Regions from separate parts of the Danio rerio genome. Here region 2 is linked to region 1. The links are chromatin contacts, called in public Micro-C maps. All regions are on one chromosome and are shown on one strand. The core of a region is the stretch at or near the end of the contact, and the rest is flanking DNA. Distances in the headings are between cores, read along the strand shown.

Evidence for each region. A called contact is a pair of places that touch in the nucleus more often than the background predicts.
Region 2: a Micro-C map of caudal fin shows a contact between it and region 1, with 4 times the contacts expected there. The contact joins two enhancer-like sites. A contact is called at or near these places in 2 of 18 Hi-C or Micro-C datasets (caudal fin and embryo).

What each region holds. Positions count from the first base shown.
Region 1 is chr23:9,805,549-9,813,024 of GRCz12tu, forward strand. lama5 (laminin, alpha 5) reads right to left here. Exons shown (of 80, transcript NM_001039171.1): 10 at 7,060-7,194; 11 at 6,904-6,948; 12 at 6,659-6,802; 13 at 3,266-3,403; 14 at 753-887. Among named protein-coding and RNA genes, the nearest start is that of lama5, 95 kb to the right of the region's middle. Within about 2 kb of position 3,248, at least 11 of the 62 cell types and tissues checked have an H3K27ac peak or open chromatin away from gene starts, as enhancers often do. A contact at or near this core is called in caudal fin, where this site is marked.
Region 2 is chr23:9,922,550-9,930,025 of GRCz12tu, forward strand. No RefSeq gene overlaps it. Among named protein-coding and RNA genes, the nearest start is that of mapre1b, 17 kb to the right of the region's middle. Within about 2 kb of position 4,027, at least 5 of the 62 cell types and tissues checked have an H3K27ac peak or open chromatin away from gene starts, as enhancers often do. A contact at or near this core is called in caudal fin, where this site is marked.

The sequences.
Region 1 (7,476 bases), core at 1,998-4,497:
ACATCCGGGAAGTCTCTGTTCTTGCGGTCTTGAGTATTGGTACTAAACTTTGGCAGCTGATGATGACATTACACGAGGACGCATGACCGCTCAAGAATGCATATTGAGAAACAGCCTTTCACTGTCTGATCTACTTGTTAGTACCCAGACTTGTTTCTCTTCAGCTTGATAGCATTTATCTGTCATTGTATCCTGTCTGCCTGCTCAGTTTGCCTGTTATCCTGTCTGTTATCTCGTCCAGTAAATCCTGTACTGTTTACCTCCACTGACATCATAATGTTTTAAGTTCTGTTTTTTTTTATTATATTGGTATTGGTGATATTTCTGTTCTGAACAACCTCCTTTACATTGTTTAAAGTATCATTAAATATCCATTCTTTCTGTTAATCCGCCTTTGTCTTCTCTCTGATCCGTTACAACAACATTGTTTACTTGTGTAAATAAAAGTGATTTTATTTTTGGATTTTTATCAATTTTTAGATATTTGGACTGTGAGAAAAAAAAATTAAGTTAAATTTCTTGCAGTCTACAACAATGAGGTGGTTCATAAGGACACACCTTATGTCCTCATAATACAAAAGCTTAATAATCATTTATGGTCTTTTGACATTTAAAATTTGCCATGTGTTTCCTGTGAGAGTTGTGTTTAGGGGTAGAGCCATCTAATAAGCTACTTTTACTTTATAAAGTACACTACACCTATGGAGAGATCTCATAAACCACCTATACCAACAAGTATGTGTCTTTCTCACCTTGGCAATTTGGATATGAGTGGAAGCCTGACTGACACTGATCACAGCGAGGACCAGTGAACTCCGGCCTACACAAACATCGACCAGCCGGATCACACATCTCGGGTATAGATCCCACGACACTGCAACCACAATCTATAGACACACAGAGAGATGCTGATACATATGTTGATGTTTTTAAAAAATACCTGAAATGTATTCGTAATTGTTACTTAAAAAGAGTTGAATGTTGCTTTTATGAATTTGTTTTTGAACAAATGTTTTGTAAAAGATTCTGAGATTTACAGAGACTGTCAATTGTTTGAAGTCTGGAATAATCACTGTATTTAAACTAATTGATTAAGCTGAATCAAATGATTTAGTTACTTACTGATATAAGATAATTATACAGCCACTTGTTTTACTCCTGAACAAGCTGGAGTGTAGAAAATTATTTGAGTAGAACATTCAGTAGCTTATAAAGACCATCATCTGTTTCAGGCAATCTTTTTAACAAATACATTTGAGTCAATAATTCAATAGGTCACTTACAAAAGTCATTTGTTTAATTTGTAAATCAGTTAGTGTTTTTGAACAAATATTTTCAATTACTAATAAAGACACTTTTTTTTTTTAAAGAAACCTGTTGGTTACAGTTTCGAGGACTTATGAAGACATTAAACAATACAGTTAAGTGAATGATACAATGACTCATTTATAATGCTGCCTTCACACCAGATGCGGAAGAAGCATCAAGCGCGAGTGATTTACATGTTAGGTCAGGGGTGTCCAAACTCGGTCCTGGAGGGTTTGTGTCCTGCATATTTTAGTTCCAACCCGAATTAAACACACGTGAACCATATAATTAAGCTCTTTCTAGGTGTACTAGAAGCCTCCTGGCATGTGTGTTAACGAAAGTTGGAGCTAAATTGTGCAGGACACCAGCCCTGTGTTAAGTCAATGCAAAGACACGCATAGACATCCAGCAGCGCAATACAAGCGTATGAGGTGGCGCGTATGTAACAATTTACGCAAAAGAAGCGGTGCGTGTTGAGCGTTTTGCTTGATTGACACGCTTAATGCACGTATCGAATGTTTTGCGCAAAATGAGTTCGAAAATTTGAACTTCAGCGAACATTCGCGCTGCGTTAACCAAATCAGGAGCTTGTTCTTGTGGGGGCATGAGTGTGACGAAGCGCCTGTTGTTAGAGTCCCAGGGGAAAATCCTCCTGCCTACACCGACATCAAACTGGGCTCGGCTTAGTCAGAAGCACCACTGAAAGCTTTCATCATCCAGGTTAAGTTTCTGGAGGAGTTTATGAGCTCACAGAGCTGGGTGAATCTCTGAAAGTATCTAGAGAACTAACGAATCAACGCTGTTTTTCAGTCTTCACAAAGCACATAAACACAGTTATTTTCTCGATAAAATCTACGTTAGCCATTTAGCAACCAAGCTACAGTAATTGGGCAGACAGAAGCCCTGCCCATGATGCGAATCTACGTCTGTTCTGAAGTGAATTTGATGCATGGATAAAGGGAGTTTTGATGTGCGAATGAAGCGAGTAAACTCTAAATGTGCACGCGTCTAAGTACCTTAGACCCGATTTACCCGTGGGTTCCGCGTCTGGTGTAAACACCGCATTAGGACAGCCACGTGTTTTATACCTGAATCAACCAGCATTTTTAAATATAAAATTATTGTTTGAGTGAATTAATAAAAAGCTCACCTAAAAAATCAATCAGTGTTTTTGAACAGATCAATTAAGTTGAGTGAATAATTCAATGAATCACTTTTAAAGACAGTCACGTTTTAGTCCTGAGACTTGTCGACAGTAATTTGTATTTATCACTAATGTTTTAGTAAACAAATCCAATGGTAAAATATTTAGTGAATAATATCTTATGAAGATGATCAGCTTGTTTCATTCCTGAATGACTCAGCGTTCTTGAACAAATCTTTTCAATTGAGTGAATGATTCAGTAAAAACCTTTATAGATAAATGTTCCGCTCCTGAGTAAATCATGTGCTTGAACAAATTTGTGAAGTAGAAGCTACAGTTAGAGGATACTAATACAAAAGTCACTTGTTTGTTTATGAAGAAGTCATTATTTTTTAATAAATGAATTTCAGTAAATCTTGCTGGCATAGTGTTGTATACTAAAAAATCTAAGAAAAATCCCAACAAAATCCAAATGTTCAAACATTAAGAAGCACAATAGTATAAACAATGACAAGTTCTAGTGCAACTAGATTGTTTCACTTTTTGCCAATTTGACTCCAATTATATGTGCACATTATATATGCAAATGTGCAGCACATTTTACTGTCCACTGTGTTGATAAATAGCACACAAAAAGCGTATTAAGAAAGTAAATAGGCTGAATTCTGAACAAGTGCTTTCTATAAACAGAACTCTGTGTAGTAAAAGAGTCCAAGCGAATACACAGGAAACAGTTATTGTGGCTGCACTGCAAAGTTCATGGTTTGGCAGCGCTCATTGGGGATTTTGAGATTAGAGTTGGCAAGCACTCACATTGGCACAGAGGGTAGTTGAAGTAGCCTGGTGCACACTGCTCGCATGAATACCCCTGAAACCCACTCCGGCACACACACTGGCCCGTTACTGCATCACAGGAGCCATCTAGGCAACCCTGGCCTGAACACTGGCAGCCTGGGGGAAGGGAGACCAGCGAGAATGTGGGCATGTTTGCATTGCTTTTGTCTTTGGGTGGTATATTGTGCTCAAAACACTGCAACTATGCACAAGATCAACAGCAGTTCAGCAGAGAAAAAAACACTGTGTGTGTGTGTGTGTGTGTGTGTGTGTGTGTGTGTGTGTGTGTGTGTGTGTGTGTGTGTGTGTGTGTGTGTGTGTGTGTGTGTGTGTGTGTGTGTGTGTGTGTGTGTGTGTTTGCTCAGATGTCATCTGCTACAGTGGATTTAAGAGAAAACACAAGAAATGAAACAGGCAGAACAGGACAGCTGATGTGTTATTGGAACTATCTATTAGAGATTTGAACAAACATTTCTAAAAGTCACTAAAACAGACTATGGACATACTTTACTTGAAGGGGTACTTAAAAATGGGTGTTTATGAAACCTTTATAACCATGACATAACATGTTTTTCACAACTGTCATAAGGTGTCATTGACAAATTAATTTTGCTCCACTAAAAAGAAGTCATAAGTAAAATATCCATGACACAATTATGACCTTATGACAATCATGTTTATGAAATATACAGTTGAAATCAGAATTATTAGCCCCCATAAATTATTAGTGCCTCTGTTTATTTTTTTCCCCAATTTCTGTGTAATGGAGGGAAGATTGTTTCAGCACATTTCTAAACATGATAGTTTTAATAACTCATTTCTAATAACTGATGTATCTTTGCCATGATGACAGTAAATAATATTTTACTTCATATTTTTCAAGACACTTCTATACAGCTTAAAGTGACATTTAAAGGCTTAACTAGGGTAATTAGGTTAACTAGACAGGTTAGGGTAATTAGGCAAGTAATTCTATAACAATGGTTGTTCTATAGACTAACGAAAGAAAAATCAGCTTAAAGGGGCAAATCATTTTGTCCCAAAAATGGTTTTAAAAAAATTAAACACTGCTTTTATTCTAGCTGAAATAAAACAAATAAGACTTTCTCCAGAAGAAAAAAATATTATCAGACACACTGTGAAAATTTCCTTGCTCTGTTAAACATCATTTGGGAAATATTTAAAAAAATAAAATAAAATCAAAAGGGGGCTAAAAATTCTGACTTCAACTGTATATGTATTATTTATGTATTTAAGTTATGTTGTCCTAGCAATGTCAAGTTGTCATGACAAAGACATCCCTTATATTATAAAATACACAAGACTTGTCATTTATATAGTTTTGAATGGGGAAAAGTGTAACGTCAATATGGTGAATGAAGCCTACTAGTAAAGCAGACAATCATCGATTGCCATAACCTTGACATTTCTTTAGGGGAGAAGCTCAGACCAGAAGTGTGCATTTTTCGACAGTTTTTTGTGGTCAACAAACACATTGAAATCTCTGCGAATAGTTGCTTCGCAGACATAAGATTAATATCCAAATAAAGCTTGACATCTCTACTTTTAAATGAACCAATGCACTTGAAAACAAAAGTTTTCTGGTATTGTAATCTCTACGAGGGGCAACGCAGTGGCACAGCAGGTAGTGCTGTCACTTCAAAACAAAAAGGTCTCTGGTTCGAGCCTCGGCTGGGTCAGTTGGCATTTCTTTGTGGAGTTTGCATGTTCTCCCTGCTTTCGTGTGGGTTTCCTCTGAGTGCTCCGATTTCCCCCACAGTCCAAAGAAATGCGGTACAGGTGAATTGGGTAGGCTAAATTGTTCGTATGTGTATGAGTGTGAATGATTGTGTATGGATGTTTCCCAGAGATGGGTTGCGGCTGGAAGGGCATCCGCTGCATAAAAATGTGGTGGATAAGTTGGCGGTTCATTCCGCTGTAGTGACCCTGGATTAATAAAGGGACTAAGCGGAAAAGAAAATAAATAAATGAATATATGAATGTAATATCTACGAAACGAATGCGAGTTACAGTCTGTCCAAATTTTTTTGGAGAATTTAATGTTTCCCCATTCAGACAGAATGCCCAAGCATACTGCTCGAGAGGCGTTTCAAAGATGGCCGCGGAGTGAAATGACTTGCTTTAAGTGGACTTTGACTTAAAGACAGTTGCTAAAAGCACATTTAAAAAAATCATATTCATAACGTGTCATGTAATGATTATAAAGCTATCATGATAGTCTTATGAACACCCACTTCAAAATGACTGTGAAATGACTGCATTTCTGTAATTATTTGACTAAAACTTGTCATCTTGCTGTAAATTATTATGAAACATTTTGGCAACAGATATATTTTTGATAGAAAAAGTTGTGTCCTTTAGATAAGAATTAACAGTAGGCAATTTTTTGGGAACCTACAAATTGATCATTTCCACAGATCAATTTTTTTTTAGTTGAAAAGTGCAATAGGTGGCAGCATGGAGGCCCAGTGGGTAGCACAATCGCCTCACAGCAAGAAGGTCACTGGTTCGGGCCTCAGCTGTGTTGGTTGGCATTTCTGTGTGGAGTTTGCATGTTCTCCCCGTGTTTGCGTGGGTTTTTTCTGGGTGCACCGATTTTCCCCACAAGTCCAAAGACATACGGTACAGGTGAATTGAATAAGCTAAATTGGCTGTAGTGTATGAGTGTGAATGAGTGTGTGTGAATGTTTCCCAGTAATGGGTTGCAGCTGGAAGCGCATCCTCTGCGTAAAACATATGCTGAATAAGTTGGCGGTTTATTCCGCTATGGTGACCAAAAATTTATAACGAGACTGAGCTGAAAAGAAAATGAATGAATCTTGTAGTGCCTTCTGTATCAAGGCCAATAAAGCCAGATTCAATAAATAAATGCAAAAAAACTTTTAGCATAAAAAAAAACAAATGTTTAGTTTTTTATTTAACAAATATTATGTTCTTTTTTTTCAGAGGTTAAACATGAACCACCAACTATTCCTGAATATGAAATGTGGAACTATTTCAGCCAATTTACTTCATCCAGTTCACCTATAGTGCATGTCTTTGGACTTGTGGGAGAAATCAGAGCACCTGGAGGAAACCTACGCCAAAACAGGGAGATCATGCAAACTCCACACAGAAATGCCAACTGACCCAGCCTAGACTTGAACCAGCGACCTTCTTGCTGTGAGGCGACAGTGCTAACCACTGAGCCACCGTGCTGCCCCATACATATATAGATATATATATAATGTGATTAAACAAAAACAAAATATTTATTCCTACATAGTTTAACAAATGTAACGCCTACAGCGTGTGTGTGTGTGTGTGCGTGTGTGTGTGTGTGTGTGTGTGTGTGTGTGTGTGTGTCTTTACGTTGGCAGTTGATGCTGAAGTATCCATGAGAGCAGGTGTCACAATGTTCCCCAGTGAATTCAGGTTTACACACACATGTATTGGTGCGAGGGTCCGGCCTACAGGAGTTTCCTTCAGTGCCAGCAGCATTACACTCACAGTCAACTAAACACAAAAACACATTAAAAAACCGTGAGAAATCAGCAAACAAGAATCAAGTTGAATCATATGACATAATGCTAAAGATGAGTCAATCAGTGTCTTACTGATGTTTTCTCCTGCAGGTCTGACCTCTCCGTTGATTAACACCTCTGAAGTGAATAAAATGTTTGTTAATAGTTTTGAATGACCTTCTGCACTGGGGGAAGTTTTAGATGAAATGTGCTGTTAGAAGCCTGCAATAAAAGTGGACATAGACTTACGGTAGCATTCAGGGAAGTGTTCGTATCCCTCTGCACACTGGTCACAGTTCTCGCCAGTGTAGTTGGGTTTACAGTAACAGCGTCCAGTTCGGTCCTCACATGTGCCCTCGGTGAACTCAGATTCACACTGGCATTCTGCAAGAAACATGAGAGAATCAGAGAAAAGTGAAGAAAGGAAGATATCTACAGTTGTATTTTCATTTATATGACTGTATGACCAGCATTATTACTGCTAAATAAAACAATTAAAAATGTTAATAATCGAGGAAAACATGATAAACACGATAACATGATTACCTTATAAACACTAACAGTTTAAAAATGGTACCTTGGAAACTAAGTGAAATAATAAGACAAGTTTAAGTACTAAAAAGAAAATAATACTAATTATTTATTAAACTATAAATATAATAAAAA
Region 2 (7,476 bases), core at 2,777-5,276, 120 kb after region 1:
AAACGCAGCATTACAAGTTTAAAACATTTGGAAAAATAGTGCATGTTTATAATAAATACAGTAAAATCGTTGCGTAATTCATCACCACAGTTGCATAGTGTGAGTACAATTATAAAAGAAGACGCTTCAATCCTGGTTTGTTGACTTAAATCAAGTTTACTTTTTACATGAACATAACATATATCCATACAGCAGTGTATATTAACATGTATCCTGTCACATTTGTCATGCAAAAACAGTGCAAAGCTAAACGTATGCGTGTTTGCCAGTGAACTTTATAACAACATTGTATGTGACTCATCGTTGCAGAAAGGCTTGAATTAACGCCACAACAAATACATTAAATAACAGTTGGGAAAGTTCTTACTGTAGTAAGCGAGATCTGCTTCATTCTTGTCTGTGCTGTTTATCTACATGAAGACTACAGGCATGTGAGAAGAGTGGGCGGGGAGAACCGATTCATTTTCATAAAAGGCACAGGTAACAAAAAACAGCTACAATATCCAAACAGCTCAAGTTTTACAGATTTTAAAGGGTATAATGAATAATCTGATGGGTATTTTGAGCTGAAACTTTACAGACACATTCTGGAGACACAAAAGACTTATATTAAGATTTTTTATTAAGATCAAGATATTAAATCTTGAAAAAGGGGTAAAATATGTACCCTTTAAATTTTAGGCTCAACAAATTCTGTTTCAGCGACACTAAAATATAAGTTTCATTGGATCTACTAAATTTAATGAAGGTAACTGGTTGCAAACAATTTATATGGGTTGAGTTTAAACAAACAAATTAAGTCAAACATTACTACATTTAATTTGTTTAAATTCAGCCCATATAAATTGTTTGCAACCAGTTACCTTCATTAAATTTAGTAAATCCAATGGATCTTTTTCATCCAGTGACTTTTGTATGAGAAAAAATTACAAATGCATTACGTTTCCATGTTATATTTATTTTTACACAACACAATACCAAGTTTGTTGATTTTTCTTAAAACAATATTTAGTGGAAAAGGCCTGATGAAAACCTTTGTTGTCATTTTAAACAACTACAAATTCTGTGAAAAAAGTAGATTTTTATTTGAAATATGGTAGAAATGTTATCTGATGTATGTGTATCTCTCTATAATGAATCTAGCCATTATATGATTGAAACTGAGGAAAGGCCACTGGTGTTTTGTGACCTCTGCAATCGAATGGAGATAAATAAGACAAGCTGTGCTGCGAACAGAAAGAGATGGGAGATGGGAGACAGAGAACCTACCAAAACGTGAGTGAAAATAACAGCATGTCTTTCTGGTGAACAGCAGACTGCCGGCAGCTGTGAGATGGTGACTAAACTGAAGAGGAAGGCGACTGCAGCAGGTGAAATCACACATGACAGCTGTTACAAACACAGGACCAATAAATACACAGCATAAAAAATTGCACTGTCACTAATGCTCAAGTGGGCGACGCAGTGGCGCAGTAGATAGTGCTGTCGCCTCACAGCAAGAAGGTCGCTGGTTCAAACCTCGGCTCGGCTCAGTTGGCATTTCTGTGTGGAGTTTGCATGTTCTCCCTGCATTCGCGTGTGTTTCCTCCGGATGCTCCGGTTTCCTCCACAGTCCTAAGACATGTGGTACAGGTGAATTGAGTAGGCTAAATTGTCCCTAGTGTATGAGTGTGTGTATGAATGAGTGTGTGGATGTTTCCCAGAGATGTGTTGCGGCTGGAAGGGCATCCGCTGCGTAAAAATGTGCTGGATAAGTTGGCGGTTCATTCCGCTGTGGCAACCCTGGATTAATAAAAGAACTAATCCGACAAGAAAATGAACTATTGCTCAAGTGATAGACACTATGTTGCCAAAAACACTGAATGAACCTTAATAAAATATAAATATTATAGTAATAAAAAAATATATAAAACAAAAAATGTTAAATGTTAAAATTATCCATTAAACATAAAATTATAAAAAAAACTATTAAAGCACACAAAACTACATAAATATGGGATAAAATAAATATAAAAATTCTAAATATTAATAAATACTACACAAAATAAACTATTATAAGACTGCATTGAGATTTGCAGGTAAAATTCCGGTTAAAAATTTATCTTTTTTATTAATAAGGAAGGAAATTTCATTATAGATATATCATTAAAATTTCAAACATCAAAAACAGGGGATATTTAATTATTAAAGTAACTTTACTGTGAATATTTGATCTAAAGCTTGCAATACCTCAGGAGCTCATTTATTTTTTAAGTGATTAATTTATTGCCATTTTATCAGATAATTGTTTTGCACCAAAATTTATTTTAGTGTCTGATTAAAACATTAATTATTACCTTAGTAAATACATACCATTACAGCATAATAACATGGGTGTTTTGGCATGGCTCCCCCCAAATAATATAAACCAACATATTAAAATTAGATCTGTGACCTACGATTCAGTACATTATCTAGAGAAAAATGTTACCATGAACTACAAAACATCCCACTTAACAAAGAGCATTCCAATATGGTTCCCATTTGGTTCTCATGTGGTAATAGGGTATATGCGTAAGGACTTTTAATTTATCAGTTACCTGTGTTGAGCAATTCCGATGAACTGTGTGCCATTGCAAAATCTGCACAGTTAAAATCTGTTTTCTTTAATAATCAGCGATCTCCACTGGCTGAGTGATATCTGATAAAAAGTGGGTCTTAGATTGTACAAGAAGCACTGCATTACATTACCCCATTATATTCCCCCGCCATGTCTTTAAAATATCAACATTTATTTTACCCAAGCATATTCAACGGAGCTTCTGCTCTAGCCTGCTGATTCTGACGGACATGTGCGAGTAAACGGCTTTTTGTCTCGTTTTACGGTTGAGCGACTAAGTGATTGACAAAGTCTTTTTAACTGATTGTATTGTAATTACATTAAAACATCGATGGTGTAAAAGGAACCGTGTAAAATGGGAAAAACACACATTAACCATTCACCGGAAGTTTATCAGCATGGAAAGAAACACTAGATCTGCATATCCTCTATTCTAGGATGTTCTAGGAACAGGCACTGTATGTTTTTTTTTTGGTAACCAATAACTAACCTTTCCTTTTTTGTAATACCTAAAGTGAACCTAAAAGAGAATGTTCTACTGGGGCTGGGTAATATGGCAAAAATGCAGTCTCGATAATTATTTTCCATATTGAACGATAACGATATATATTTCAATGTAAGTTATTAATGCTTCCAGATTTAAAAGAGTACCACAGCAATGACTGAAGACAGAAAAAATAGAGGGTCCACTAAATGGCATTTTCAGTGGCTGAAAATTCAGCGCATCTCTAATGTCAACAACACACTTTTAGATTTCTATTGTTGCACCTTTCGGCTGAGTGATTGGGTCTTAGATCAATATGGAGTAAAAATCCAGAGCTTATCATTGTTTTTAACATAAATTTCATCACAATTCGATATTATATCTAATTCACCTGTACCGCATGTCTTTGGATTCATGGGGAAACCAAAGCACCCGGAGGAAACCCATGCAAACATGCCAACTCCACACAGAAATGCCAACTGACCCAGCCAGGGCTCGAAGCAGCGGCCTTCTTGCTGTGAGGCGATCGTGCTACTCACTGCACCCCCATAATGCCCAACTAACCAACATACTGGGAACAAACATTTTTTTTTTTTAGCTGGGATGCAACAACGACTAAAACATAAAATAAAGATAAAAGATTGTTTTTGAAAATACATGCGAGAACAGGACATGACAGCCTGATATTCTTCCGAACCGCATTATAGCATTTCAACATTTCAAACTCAAACATGGGTTCTCAGAAGCACATCTGTTTCTGAGATGTGTGAAACTCACACTTGGTCCTACACAGTTATTACTCTTCCACACAGGGACAAGAAGAGCTGTAATCTTCAAGACTCTAATAACGGAGCAACACGAGATTCCCATGCTTCAGCTGAGCCTTCTCAAGTGACGACCACTCTAAAACAGCTGTTTACCCAAACCAGCTAACCTAGTAGAGAGAATGGAAACAGCCCTGTTAAACATGTTCGTTTACCATTTTCAGTCTCAGACTTTTCATGTAGCATAGAGTTGATTCCTACCGCCACCTAGTGGTGATTTAACACAGCACGTTCGTTTTCCCATTGGAAATTTTTAAAATAAGATTTAAACCTGTAAACGGAACAAAATCCTTTCTGAATGATCCTCAACCAAGCTTTAGTGGATTTAGAATTTTTGGGGGGGTTATTTTTCATCTGGAAAGTTCAAAGACACCTTGCTTCAGTCTCCACTTCTGCTAAATCAAGCATCCGTATAACATCTGCTGATCCATGGGTCCACAAAACTAATGAATACATAAAACTTGCTTCCAGAACTTTTCAAAGGTCTTTCCAAATCATTCATTCATTAATTTTCCTTTGGCTTAGTCCCATATTTATCGTGTTGCCACAGCGGAATGAACCGCCAACTATTCCAACATGTTTTACGCAGGATGCCCTCCCACCCGTAACTCAGTACTGGGATACACCCTCACACAATCTCAATCATACGCACACCTACACACTATGACCAATTTAGTTCATCCAATTCACCTATAGCGACTTCTGAGCATTCGGAGTAAATCCACCTGAACATGGGAAGAACATGTAAACTCCACACAGAAGCTATAACTCGTCCAGCCGGGATTCGAACCAGCGACCTTCTTGCTGTGAGGTGGCAGTGCTAACCACTCAATCAGTTTCTGCATTTACTGGTAATGTGGTCAACACAGTGATGTTCAGCAAGATTCTGTTTTCTGCATTAAAATGTGTTTTCAGAAGGTTATCTTGCAAATCCCGGCCAACTGAGGGCAAACAAATCATTCCCCTTGATAACATCCTCCAAGGTTTTCTGGTAAAAAAAAACATCAAGCTCAGGAATGAAGCTGTCAGATGTGTCTCTAAGAACTGTCTATCTGTGGCCATTGACCTTCAAAGATAATCAAGCAACCTTTTTTATAGCTTTTATGAGACATGTTCAACAAATGCATACAGTGTAACAGCTCAAGCTAATTTAAAGGGGACCTAATGCAACCCTTTTTACAACGTGTAAAATAAGTCCCTAATGTTTCTAGAGTGTGTATGTGAAGTTTTAGCTCAAAACACTCCACAAATATATTTTTTATAACTCATTGAAACTACCTCATTTATTACTTTGATGCAAATTGTGCTGTTTTTGGTGACTGTCACTTTAAATTCAAATGAGATTGTGCTCTTTTCACAAGAGAGCGGAGCTACAAATGCCTGTGGCTCTGCATAGCAGCAGATTCAAAACAGGACTTATGTTATCTCTTTGAAAAGCAAAACAAGTCAAAAGAAGTGTCTCAGAAGAAGGCAGTCTATGGAAACCACAGGGTTCATTTGTGCATCTTAAAACTCCACTTTTATAATGCTTCTATAGCTCCCGGTCACACTGCACTTTTCGCCCCATGGACTGCAATTCATGCAAATGCAGCAGACATGCGTGACAAGTTTTGCAGTTCGCTGCATTGTAAAGTTCAAGCTTGGTGAACTCTACCCTGTGAAATTGCATCAAATGACTGCGTGAGACCAGTCGAAGATCAAAACATGACCTCTCTGGACAGAAATGAAAATATGGACCAATCACTTACATTTTTAATGTTGAATCATCTTGTTTAATCCCGCTCATTTTTGCAGCGTTGTACAACAGAATTTCCCATGCACAGCCTCCAGTGTGACCGTAGCATTAAGCTGCAGTCACCCTGGGCTTTTCCTCCCATAGACTTCTATTCATACGCACGCGAATGCATCAGACCGGAAATGCAGAGTCATGCGTCAAGTTTTGCAGGTTGCTGCAGTTCAAAAATCAAGCTTGGTAAACTTTGACCTGCGAAATTGCATCACTAGACTGCGTGAGACCAATCGAGGATCTAAACGTGACCTCTCTGCTCCATATTTTAAATTTCTGTCCAAATCGCTCACTTTTTAAGTGTCTAATCATCTTGTTTAATCCCGCTCCTTTTCGCAGAGCTGTACGACAGAATTTCGCAAACTCAAACTCTGGTGTGATCACAGCTTTAGTTGCTGACATCATCCTCAGCAGGTGAAAACTAATAGCAGACGGCTGCTTCTCACTCAGAGTCTGTTTATCCTAATGAGGGAGAGATTTTCACTAATGGGCAGGGCTTTTGCCCTCAAATAACACGCACAATGGGAGAATGTCAATCAAAGTGTTTCTGCAGATTGTTCTTGAAGTGTGATTGAAAAAAAATACAATTTTCACCATTAGATGCTGACTATATTAACACACTTTTTGCCACATAATTGTTTTAATTATGTGGTTTTTGCATAACAGATCTCAATTAAGAATTGTTAATGTTTGCAAAAGCTTAACTGTTTTAACACAATTTCGCACTATGCCACACAAAACATAACACACAAAAATTATATAATTTAAAAGTATTACTAAGTGACAGTGACTTTAAATTTTCTACTACAGAAACAAGTGGAATTTTTCAACGAAAAAAAAAAAAAAAAAACCTCTTCAGAAAAAATAGATGTTTCATGATGCATCACCATCTCATGATGCAGACCAGACTCAATTACTCTGCTTGTACAACAGTTACCACACCTAAAAACACTGTTCAGATGTTGCATTTCAAGACATTTGTTAGATTTTTGTCCTCAAACTTCTTCTGAGTGCAACTCATCTAGTCAGCTATATTCTTTTGATAAGATTTTTGTCTGTCTGCAGCTGCGAAATAACAAAATAATTCAGTGTAATGATAATGAACTGTAATGCAGTCATAACCTGCCTGGAAATACTTAAAGTCATGCATTTAACTGACAATAACCGATCAGAATTGAGCAACAGTCCAGTAGTATAAAACGAGAAAATAAAGTTTGTTGACAAACTTTACGGTGACTTGAGAAAGTTTGTAGTATGAATTAACATTTTGCTAATATGATTAGTATGTTTCCAGCATGGATTGGTATGTTGTTAGCATGTTGCTAGTATGGATTGATATGTTGTTATAATATCCAATGTAAAGTTAATAGTAGTTTTATATAATGGATGTCTATGGGACAACTGTCATAGCAACTGGGTGCTGCAATTGTTGTCATGGCAACAAGGGTGCTGTAAGTGGTTGCTAGGGTGTGGCTTGTAAGCTGAAACGTCATCAGTGACTGGCAGATTGGTAGTCTGAGTTAAATGACCCCAACATTTGTATGACAGTCTGGCGCAAAGTTATGAGGTCACAAAGTTTCGTCTAATATTAGGTGAATGAGACTTCCAAATTTTTTGGGTCAGTTTTTGGAAACCCAAAATCAGATCAGTTGGAAAAGATATAGCAACTTAATTCCGTACAGTTTGAAGGATTGGAGTTAGTTTAATGGTTGTAGTATGAACAGTCTAGGAGAAGATGCGTTCTTAAAATAGTCTAAGAAGATGAAATAATAAGTTTATGTAG